Linked DNA regions of Triticum aestivum: region 2 is linked to region 1. The links are chromatin contacts, called in public Hi-C maps. All regions are on one chromosome and are shown on one strand. The core of a region is the stretch at or near the end of the contact, and the rest is flanking DNA. Distances in the headings are between cores, read along the strand shown.

Evidence for each region. Hi-C and Micro-C count contacts between places; a contact is called where the count stands out from the background.
Region 2: a Hi-C map of leaf shows a contact between it and region 1, with 3 times the contacts expected there. The contact joins the promoter of LOC123151937 here to the promoter of LOC123151929 in region 1. A contact is called at or near these places in 2 of 5 Hi-C or Micro-C datasets (both in leaf).

The regions. Positions count from the first base shown.
Region 1 is chr7A:262,496,129-262,500,515 of IWGSC CS RefSeq v2.1, forward strand. LOC123151929 (protein NUCLEAR FUSION DEFECTIVE 4) reads right to left here and starts at 2,296. Exons shown (of 3, transcript XM_044571558.1): 1 at 1,446-2,296; 2 at 1-209. The coding sequence starts at 1,781.
Region 2 is chr7A:262,936,387-262,940,773 of IWGSC CS RefSeq v2.1, forward strand. LOC123151937 (nuclear transport factor 2) reads left to right here and starts at 2,052. Exons shown (of 2, transcript XM_044571565.1): 1 at 2,052-2,470; 2 at 4,149-4,387. The coding sequence starts at 2,174. The coding sequence ends at 4,220.

The sequences.
Region 1 (4,387 bases), core at 1,046-3,545:
ACAGCAACCATGAATATCAGTGCGGCATCATCAGGCGTGTGCATTATTGCATAAACCTGTGTTAAGATTGCACCACTCAAACCAGCAAATCCCTTGAGGATACCAACGATTGGTCCACGGTTCTTGGGAAAGTTCTGAACACATGAGACGAGTGCAGCAGTATTGAAGTATGTCTCACCATTATTTCCAACAAAGATTAGCATGCACATCTGCGGAGAGACGGGGGAATTTAGTGCAAGAGCCGACAAATCTAATTGAAGGAATAAGAATGTAAACAAAGGTCAGATTAGATACTATAGAAATTATGGAATGGTCCAGGTTTCCAAATGCCGCAAACAGAAATGTGGAGATGGAAATTAGTGCATTTAAAATTAGAAGTACAAATGAATATTAAGTCTCCTCCACCTTCAGACAGACAATGACACTAATTATGTGTTTTTAGTATTTTACTGAAGACTGAAGTCATCCTCTGTTGCTTTGATGTTTCACATAGCAAATTAATTTGTAAAGCAAAACATAGCAAATGATTAACTCACAATCCTAATCTTGGAAACTCAAAAATGTTAATTCACTTGTTTAACCAGAATTTTTAGGCGATTCTGTTGCGGCTGTATTAGACAGGCTGATAATAGTAGTACAGAGTAAAATTTTCAGGTTGAACATTGTTAATTGACATGAACTATATCAAATCTCAGTGTTTTTCAGGATATTAGATAATGAAGGTTAACTAAAGAGACATGGGAGGCGAGAAAGCGACCACTAAGACTTCCCAAGAATAATATAGGTGCACACCGATGACTCGGAAGCATATTCGACATGCTGTGTGTTAGAATATTCTTAGTACACACAGCAGAAACAGTTTTAACTGTTTTGAGCCAATAAAAATCTGGCAAATATTTCTGAACATAGCTTTCAACATTTTGGAGGAACAGAAAACATTGAAGTCCAACAGCAACTGTGTTCCAAAATAAGGAATTCACCACCTTCTCTTCTGTAAATGGAAGTCGAATAGCGACTCTCCATCATTGGGGACAGGCGTGCAGTTAGGATGCGTGATTGACTGACCCATGTTTGCTTTCAGATGATGAGCAAACTGGTCTCGCGTGTTCACTAAAGGGAACTAGTACATACATACAGTAGCATAATTGAAGGAAGAAGACATGATTAGTTTTCAGTCCAAATCCAGAAGCTTCAACCGTACAACTTAATAATTATACGAAGCACAGTAGAACATGAGTTTCTTCCACCACAGCATCGTGCACGCTTCAATTAGCACAAAAGTCACAGGGAATTTTCTTAGCATTAGAAGAGAAAAAACCCAGCTCAATCTGCAGTAGCACATGAGGCTCCAAGAACAGGAAGGTTTGATGCGGCTATGGCTATTGCAGAAAGGAGAAGCAAATGGGAGGACTATAATGATTGGAGGGGCAGGTGACGGATCTTACCGCCCAGAGCGGTGGCACGGGGACGCGGTGGGTGACGGCGAGCCAGACCCAGCCGTATCCGACGAGGTTCTGCGCGGCGCCGATGAGGAGCGCGGCCCAGAGCGGGAGCACGGCGCAGAGCGTGCCGGCGAGGAAGCCGACGCTGTCTCCCAGATCCTTGGCGACGCCGAGGCTGGCCACCTGGCGCTGGTTGTAGCCAAGCGAGGACTTGATCGCCGGCGACAGGCTGCCGAACAGGTACCCCACCCCGGCGACCGACTGCATCCACATCGCCGCCACGAACACCAGCCACCGGTTCCGCAGGAACCCCCGCACCCGGCTCCGCACCTCCGCCATTGCTTGCAGCACCTGCCCCAAAACTCCAATCCAAATCAACACACTAGAACTAGAGTCCGCCCCGAGAAGAAGCTAATGCAAGAAGCTGAGCTGGGCCTATTAACAGGACGGATTTGGGACGGGAATGAGAAGCCAAGCCGACGGTTTCTTGGAGGCAAGCAAAGAACCGGCCGCGAGGAGCCGGAGTGACGACGACGACTCTTGATGAGGAGCCGCGGATCGGGATGCGGAACGAGCAACGATCGGCCCCGCTGGCGTTGTTTATTGCTGAGAAGAACGTGTGTCCGCGCATAAATGGCCAGGGCCGAGCGAGCAGGAGCAAGTCGAGAAAAGAAAAAACAGCGGATTTGAGCTCGTTTTTCTCTGGGATGGGAGGCGGCAGCCGGTGGGTAGTAGGCCCGCGTGGGAGATGGCGAGAGGAGGGAGGCAAGGCGACAAGCCCGGACTTTGACACGACACTGTGCGCTCCGATGCGCGCTGCGCGGTGGATGGGCACAGCAGGCGGGCACGAGGCGGGTCGCAGGTGACGATGGTGCGCATCGGGGAGACAGTGATGAGCCGAGGGTGTGGATGGGAATTGGGTGGGCGGCGGCGCGGGGCAAGGCCCATCTCGCGACCGGCGAAACGTGTGGATGTGGATTCCACGAGTGTTCCGTCACCGGCAGCGGTGGCGGAAAACTCCAAAGGCAGGGGACGGGACGGGCCACGAGAAATGGTCGTTTCTGTGCGGTTTAAGCGGCGTAGGGTTGTTTCGCTGTCCCTGCCCGGGGCTAAACAATTCGGCGCCCGCACGTCGCCTAGCGTGCTTTAGCCCGGCGTGGCCTGTTTCTTTCTCATATTATTTCCCCTTCTTCCTTTTCTACGATCTACTCTACGATTCAGGAGGGGTCATCACGGGATGACGGAAAACGGCCCTTTCATTTAATTAAAATGAAAAAAAAATTCGAAAAACTATCAACTGATGATGGCAGCGCATGGAGTTTAAGTTAGAGTTTACGCTTATTTCTGGTGAAGCTTAATTCAGTTTAGCAACACTGGATGAACATACTATGCTCATCTACATCTGGACCGAGCAAATTTGACCCTTCAAACGTCTGCGGACGTGTAAACCAACCTGTGGTTGGATGGTTAGAGGGACTGTGGTATACCCAGCCAATCAGGGTTCAAATCCTGGTGCTCGCAATTTCCGGCGATGCGCATTTAGTGGGAGTAGACGTTCCCGTCGATGCGTTCATAGGGTGTGCGTATATGAGCGCTTATGTCTATACTGATGTTCAAAAAAAAAACGTTTGCGGACATGCCTGATCAGTGTCCAGACGTGTTTGTTTTGACTTTTTATCTGTTCATCCATGCAGTCATGTCTCACTATTTTCTCCTACACGTACGGTCACATGCATGTGATTGGTGGAGAAAAAGAGAAAAAAGAGGAAAATAATAAAGAAAGAAAAAAGATGATCCGTGATGGAGTTATGCACAGAGCCACCACTTTCATGTCATGATTAGTGAAAAATCATCAGTTTATGATTCGTGACATTTTGCAGTGGCAAAAAACACGGAGCAAAATTTTGAGCTCGTTTTCACGTGGCTGATCGCTTGCTGGCCGATAGCGTTGACGGCGCACCGTTAACGGTCGTTAACAACCGGTCGGAAGTTCCCCCAGGTAATATTCAAGGAAAACACAATCGTCTAAACTTGGGATGACCCAGATGGCATCCCCTCTTTCGTCTATAATCTATCAATATATTACTTGAAGCTATATGTTTATTTATCACATGATATGAGTTCTATTTGCAGCATCTTGTGCCAAAGTTTTATTTTTGTTTGCTTGTTAGTTTGCCACAATCATTGTTTGCTAGACACACCTTCTGAGAAAGACATACATTCATTGCAATTTGTTAGAATACTCTATAAGCTTCACTTATATATGTTAGAGCACAACGGTGTTCATATTTTATAGAAATGATTGCACGCTTATGCTTCGCTTAAATCATTTTGAGAGTCTTTAAATAGGAAGTGGTAATGAGCACGGGTTATAAGACTAGTCCAAAAAGGATAGGTATTTAAGGATGGTATAATAAAAACTTTCATGTAGATCACTAAATATGAAACGTATGTTTTAATTATATTGATGTCGTAGTATGAAAGGGTATGAGTTCATGATCATTGGTTAGTGATGAGGTCACCTACTACAAGTAGGGTCAAGGACCTAACATCTAAGGCCCACCTAGGGGCCCACACCATTGTTGACACGTCTCTAGACCATAGACACATTCGGATGCATATAACAAGAAGTCCACTCGGACGCACCGACAACACTCGAACGTCTTTCCTCCAGTCGACCCAACCATCACCACCCAGACAAAGAAGGTGAAAGGACGACGTGAGAACTGCAATGGTTGAGTAGTCTGAAGTCGGACTTTAAGCATAGTCATGGTTATCTGTAACTGTCGTAGTTGTGGCTATTAACACTAATAACTTTCATAGTTATATCTATTAAACCACCCTTGCATCGTGGGAGTAAAGAGGATGCGGCGCACTCTATATAAGTTGCCCTCTTCCTCCTGAGCAAGGGTTAAGCACTCTTTGGAATCATAACCCCAAGAGAA
Region 2 (4,387 bases), core at 802-3,301, 440 kb after region 1:
TGAAAATAAAAGATATGGACCTATATCGGCCTTGAGTCATTGTTATTGGATTAGGGGCATCTGAATTTTTTCTCCCGTTGTAACGCACATGCTCTCTTGCTAGTACATAATAAGGGGGGCATTTTTCTGTGGTTTCGAACATCCTCCATTGGGATAGAGTTATGTGTTAGCTTCCAAAGGAAATTCCTGATTTTTGCCGGCACCGTTACCTTCCACAACATATCCCATGATTTCTTGTTTGCTCCAATATTTGAAGAACCGGCCGTCATCCAACCAGTCTTCCCTCCTTTTCTTTGTTGCCACTATCATTTTGTATGTAGACCTGACGGAGAAACTGCCATTTTTTATCAAACCCCCATGACTAGAAATCATCCATGTTTCAAGTATAAACCGGAACCTGAAGAATTGTCGTGGCATCCAAAGGTAGAAATACTTGCTAGACCAACTGTATGTTCCGGCGAGCATTCAAGGGATCCACCGACCACGTTAAACAAGTTTTTTTAGCAAATCCACGTTTCTTAGACAAGCAAATCCATGTTAAACAAGTGCAAGAACACTAAAACAATCCCAGCCTATGAACACCCACAACCATTATAGGCCCATGGATAACTACCCCAACTTTCCAAAAGGAAAAGGAGACTAGCCCAACGCCGCCGCGGCGACTATTTATCGCCTTAAGCGATACAAGCAACATCTCTCGCTGAAGCTTTTTCTCCCCTCGCGTCATATTGGGTCGGCCCATCCATGCGCGCACAGTGTAAAAGAGCAAAGAAATGTGAGACAGAGGGATCAAACTGGGGTCTCCAGGGAGAACGCGCGCCGCGCTAAACACTCCACCCAAGTTCCTTTCGTGGTAACAACAAGGGGCGCGTTCTACTTGATGCTAGAGCAACCTATTTCTTTGGGATTTTTCCTTTTTCCTTTTTTTGTTTTTTCTTTTTCTTCTCCATTTTTGTTTCCTTCTTTTTCATTCATTTTTGCATTGTGTTTCTTCATTTTTTATTTTGTTTCTAATTTTGGTTTTCTTTGTTCTTTTGGTTATTATTCTACACTCTTTGTATATGTCAACAACATTTTTCTAATACACGTCTAGCACTTTTTCAATACAAATCATACATTTTTGTAATACATGGTAAATATTTTTTTATACACAATTTTTACATTTTTTAAATACAGGATTAACATTATTTTCAAATACTTGTTCACCATTTTTTCACATACTTGTTCAAAGTTTTTCAAATACTTTTTCAATATTTTTTAAAATACTTGTACACCATTTTTATATACATGATCAACATTTTCTTAAATACTTTTTCAATATTTTTCAAATATTTGTTCAACATTTTTTCAAATATTTGTTTGGTTTCCTGTTTTCTTCTCCATTATTTGTTTTTCTTTTGTTTGTTTTCGTTTTCAGTCTGCATTTTCGTATATGTCAAAAACATTTTTTAATAAGTGATCAACATATTTTGTATATACCTTCAACATTGTAGGAATGCTTATTCAACATTTTTTAATAATTGCTCAACATTTTAGTATTGATTCAACATTTTCCAAATTCTTGTTCAATTTTTTAATACTTATTCAACATTTTTTGAATACTTGATCCACATTTAAAATACTTATTCAACATTTTTCAAATACTTGTTCAACATTTTTCAAATTCTTGTGCAATATTTTTTAATACTTATTTAACATTTTTCAAATTTGTTTCTAAAGAGTATTTTTTTGTAATATATATATAGAATATTATAAAGTATAAATAAACAAAAGAAAAAACAAAATCAAAAAACGTGAAAAAGCAAAAAACAGGCTGGTGTATCCCGCGCGCGTGGGCCGGGCCAAGTGGCATTTGCCTTCAGCGAGGGGTTCGGTTCGCTCCTCTCCCGCTTAATGCGAGACATAGGGCACCCCCAACGCCGCATCTCCCAAAAAGCGGAAAACTAGCCCAGCGCTGCATTCGTCCATCGACGGGCCCAGCCCCTACAGCGTAGCGTCCTTCCCACGCCAAGCCCCACCCCACCCCCGGCCATCCCCATCCAAATCGCCAGCAATTATTATTCCCCTCACGAACCCCTCTCTCCCCACTTACCAAACTCCGGCTCCCAACGCCCAAAGCCTACGCATCCAGAGCTCCAAACCCTAGGCGAGGCGAGGCGAGGAGGGAGAGGCCATGGATCCCGATTCGGTCTCGAAGGCGTTCGTGCAGCACTACTACCACACGTTCGACTCCAACCGCGCCGCGCTGGTGGGGCTGTACCAGGACGGCTCCATGCTCACCTTCGAGGGCGAGAAGTTCGGCGGCCCCGCCGCCATCGCCGGCAAGCTCGGATCTCTCCCCTTCCAGCAGTGCCAGCACAAGATCGACACCGTCGACTGCCAGCCCTCGGGGCCCCAGGGCGGCGTCCTCGTCTTCGTCTCCGGCACCATCACCACCGGCCCCGGCGAGCACCCCCTCAAGTTCTCACAGGTCTGCACCACCCACACGATTCGCTCCATCTCGCCCGTCCCCTCATCCAATATTTCTCTTGTTTGGTTCTCGTATGTGCTGATCTGATCCTATTAACTGTGATTACCACTGCGATCCTTCGTTTGGTTCCAAATTCGCAAATCATACGGTACTCCTTCCCTAGGAGTGGAAGGCCCTCAATTTCGTTTCTGTGATCTATGCTTTGCTATCATGATCGGTGGGGTCTATCAAATTAATCTATATCCCTGTCTCATCACTAGATGGTACTTGATTAATTAGGCTATGCTAGATTTGTTTGGACCTGGAGACTTGTATCCGACAAGTGGACATTTATAGATCTTTATCCCGGAACCGTGTCATTCCCTTGTAGGCATCGTCCTTGGGATCTCCTTTTGGCAGTTCTTTTGTTTCGTAGGCACGTTTTCAGATTTACTTTTCCTTGAGGTAATTTCAGTGCGTGTAGTTCTTTACAAGATCTGTTGGGATTTTAGTCTGTCCTAAAAATTGATCATTATTCAGTATATACTGGCCTGTAGTTTGGTGCTGATCGCTCTTTGTTACTGATTGCTCTAAATTATTTCATTCTCTAGGACCATGCTTTGCAGTATGAATGGATATTTCTGTCCATCTATCACTGTTGTGTTTCCAAGTGTGATCTTAATTTTTTTTTTGTTGGCTCAGTTATGGCTCTTGGTTGCTGGATTTGGCCATATGTAGTGATTGCCATGTTAGTGAGTACTGATGTGGTTGTTTCTTGATGTGAATAGATAATATGCATTGCTCTGTTGCATCAGTACGATATTTGCTGTAGTGTTGCTCCTTTTCTTAATTTGTGATACTGATAATGTGAGCATCACTTTCCTAGTTGCTATGAACTAGAGTTATGTTTTGGCCATGCCTTGGGAAAGAGGGGTGAGGTTATATGTTCCAGAGTCATATGTTGGATTAGTGTAGCTAGCGCACTTCTTCTATTGAAGTTTCATTGCTTCCTTATCAGAATTCCTTTCACCATGCACTGTTTATGTGACGATAGTGTGCTCTATTCATAATTAGGTGGTCGTTTAGAATAACAAATACTCGCTCTGTCCCGTAATATAAGTTGTTATTACAACCAATATGTAAGTATATCGGTTGTAATAACACCTTACATTACGGGATGGAGCGAGTATAAAACCTATTGTTTGCTAATGAAACAATTCACCCGCTGTTTATGTGTAGTTTTATCTTAAATAGGTCGCTGGTGATGATACATGCTATAATTGCAAGTCCAGCTTTTTTATGGGTAATATGTAGTTTTCCAAATCTAACCTTGATGCACATGTAAGTAATTTGTAACCCATTACACCTCTTAGCCACTCAGTTCAACAGTTCCATGCTTTATGACGCTTATGCTGCCTTTTTTATTGAACAGTGGGACTCTTAGATGGTCCTTGATCAATGTGATTTGTTACTGGTCCTTAGAAGAGTGTAGCTCTTTAATTCACTATGTCTGTGTCCATTTGCCTATTAGGATGGTTTTTCTTCCTGGTAGCAGGTCTGTGTCTTAACGGGTTTGAGAGGTTGCATGGAAGTACATTGTTATGTTCTTGTCTTTCTGATCTCAAGGGAAATTTTCTTAGTTGTCCTTCATACAAGGATTTGGAGTCTTTTCTAACCTTGTGATCCACTGTATTTGCAGATGTTCCATTTGCTGCCAGCTGGAGGGAGCTTCTACGTGCAGAACGACATGTTCCGCCTGAACTATGGTTAAGGAAGGGCGACCGCTCTGGCGGCAAAGAACTTGTTCAGGGATTTATGTTGAAACAATGAACATCAAATGATGATGCTGCAGACTCTTTGTTTGTTCGCCAGCTTGTGCAATTTATCGCAAAAAATTGCCAGACTTGATAGGCATCCACCAGATCTTCTTTTGTTTTG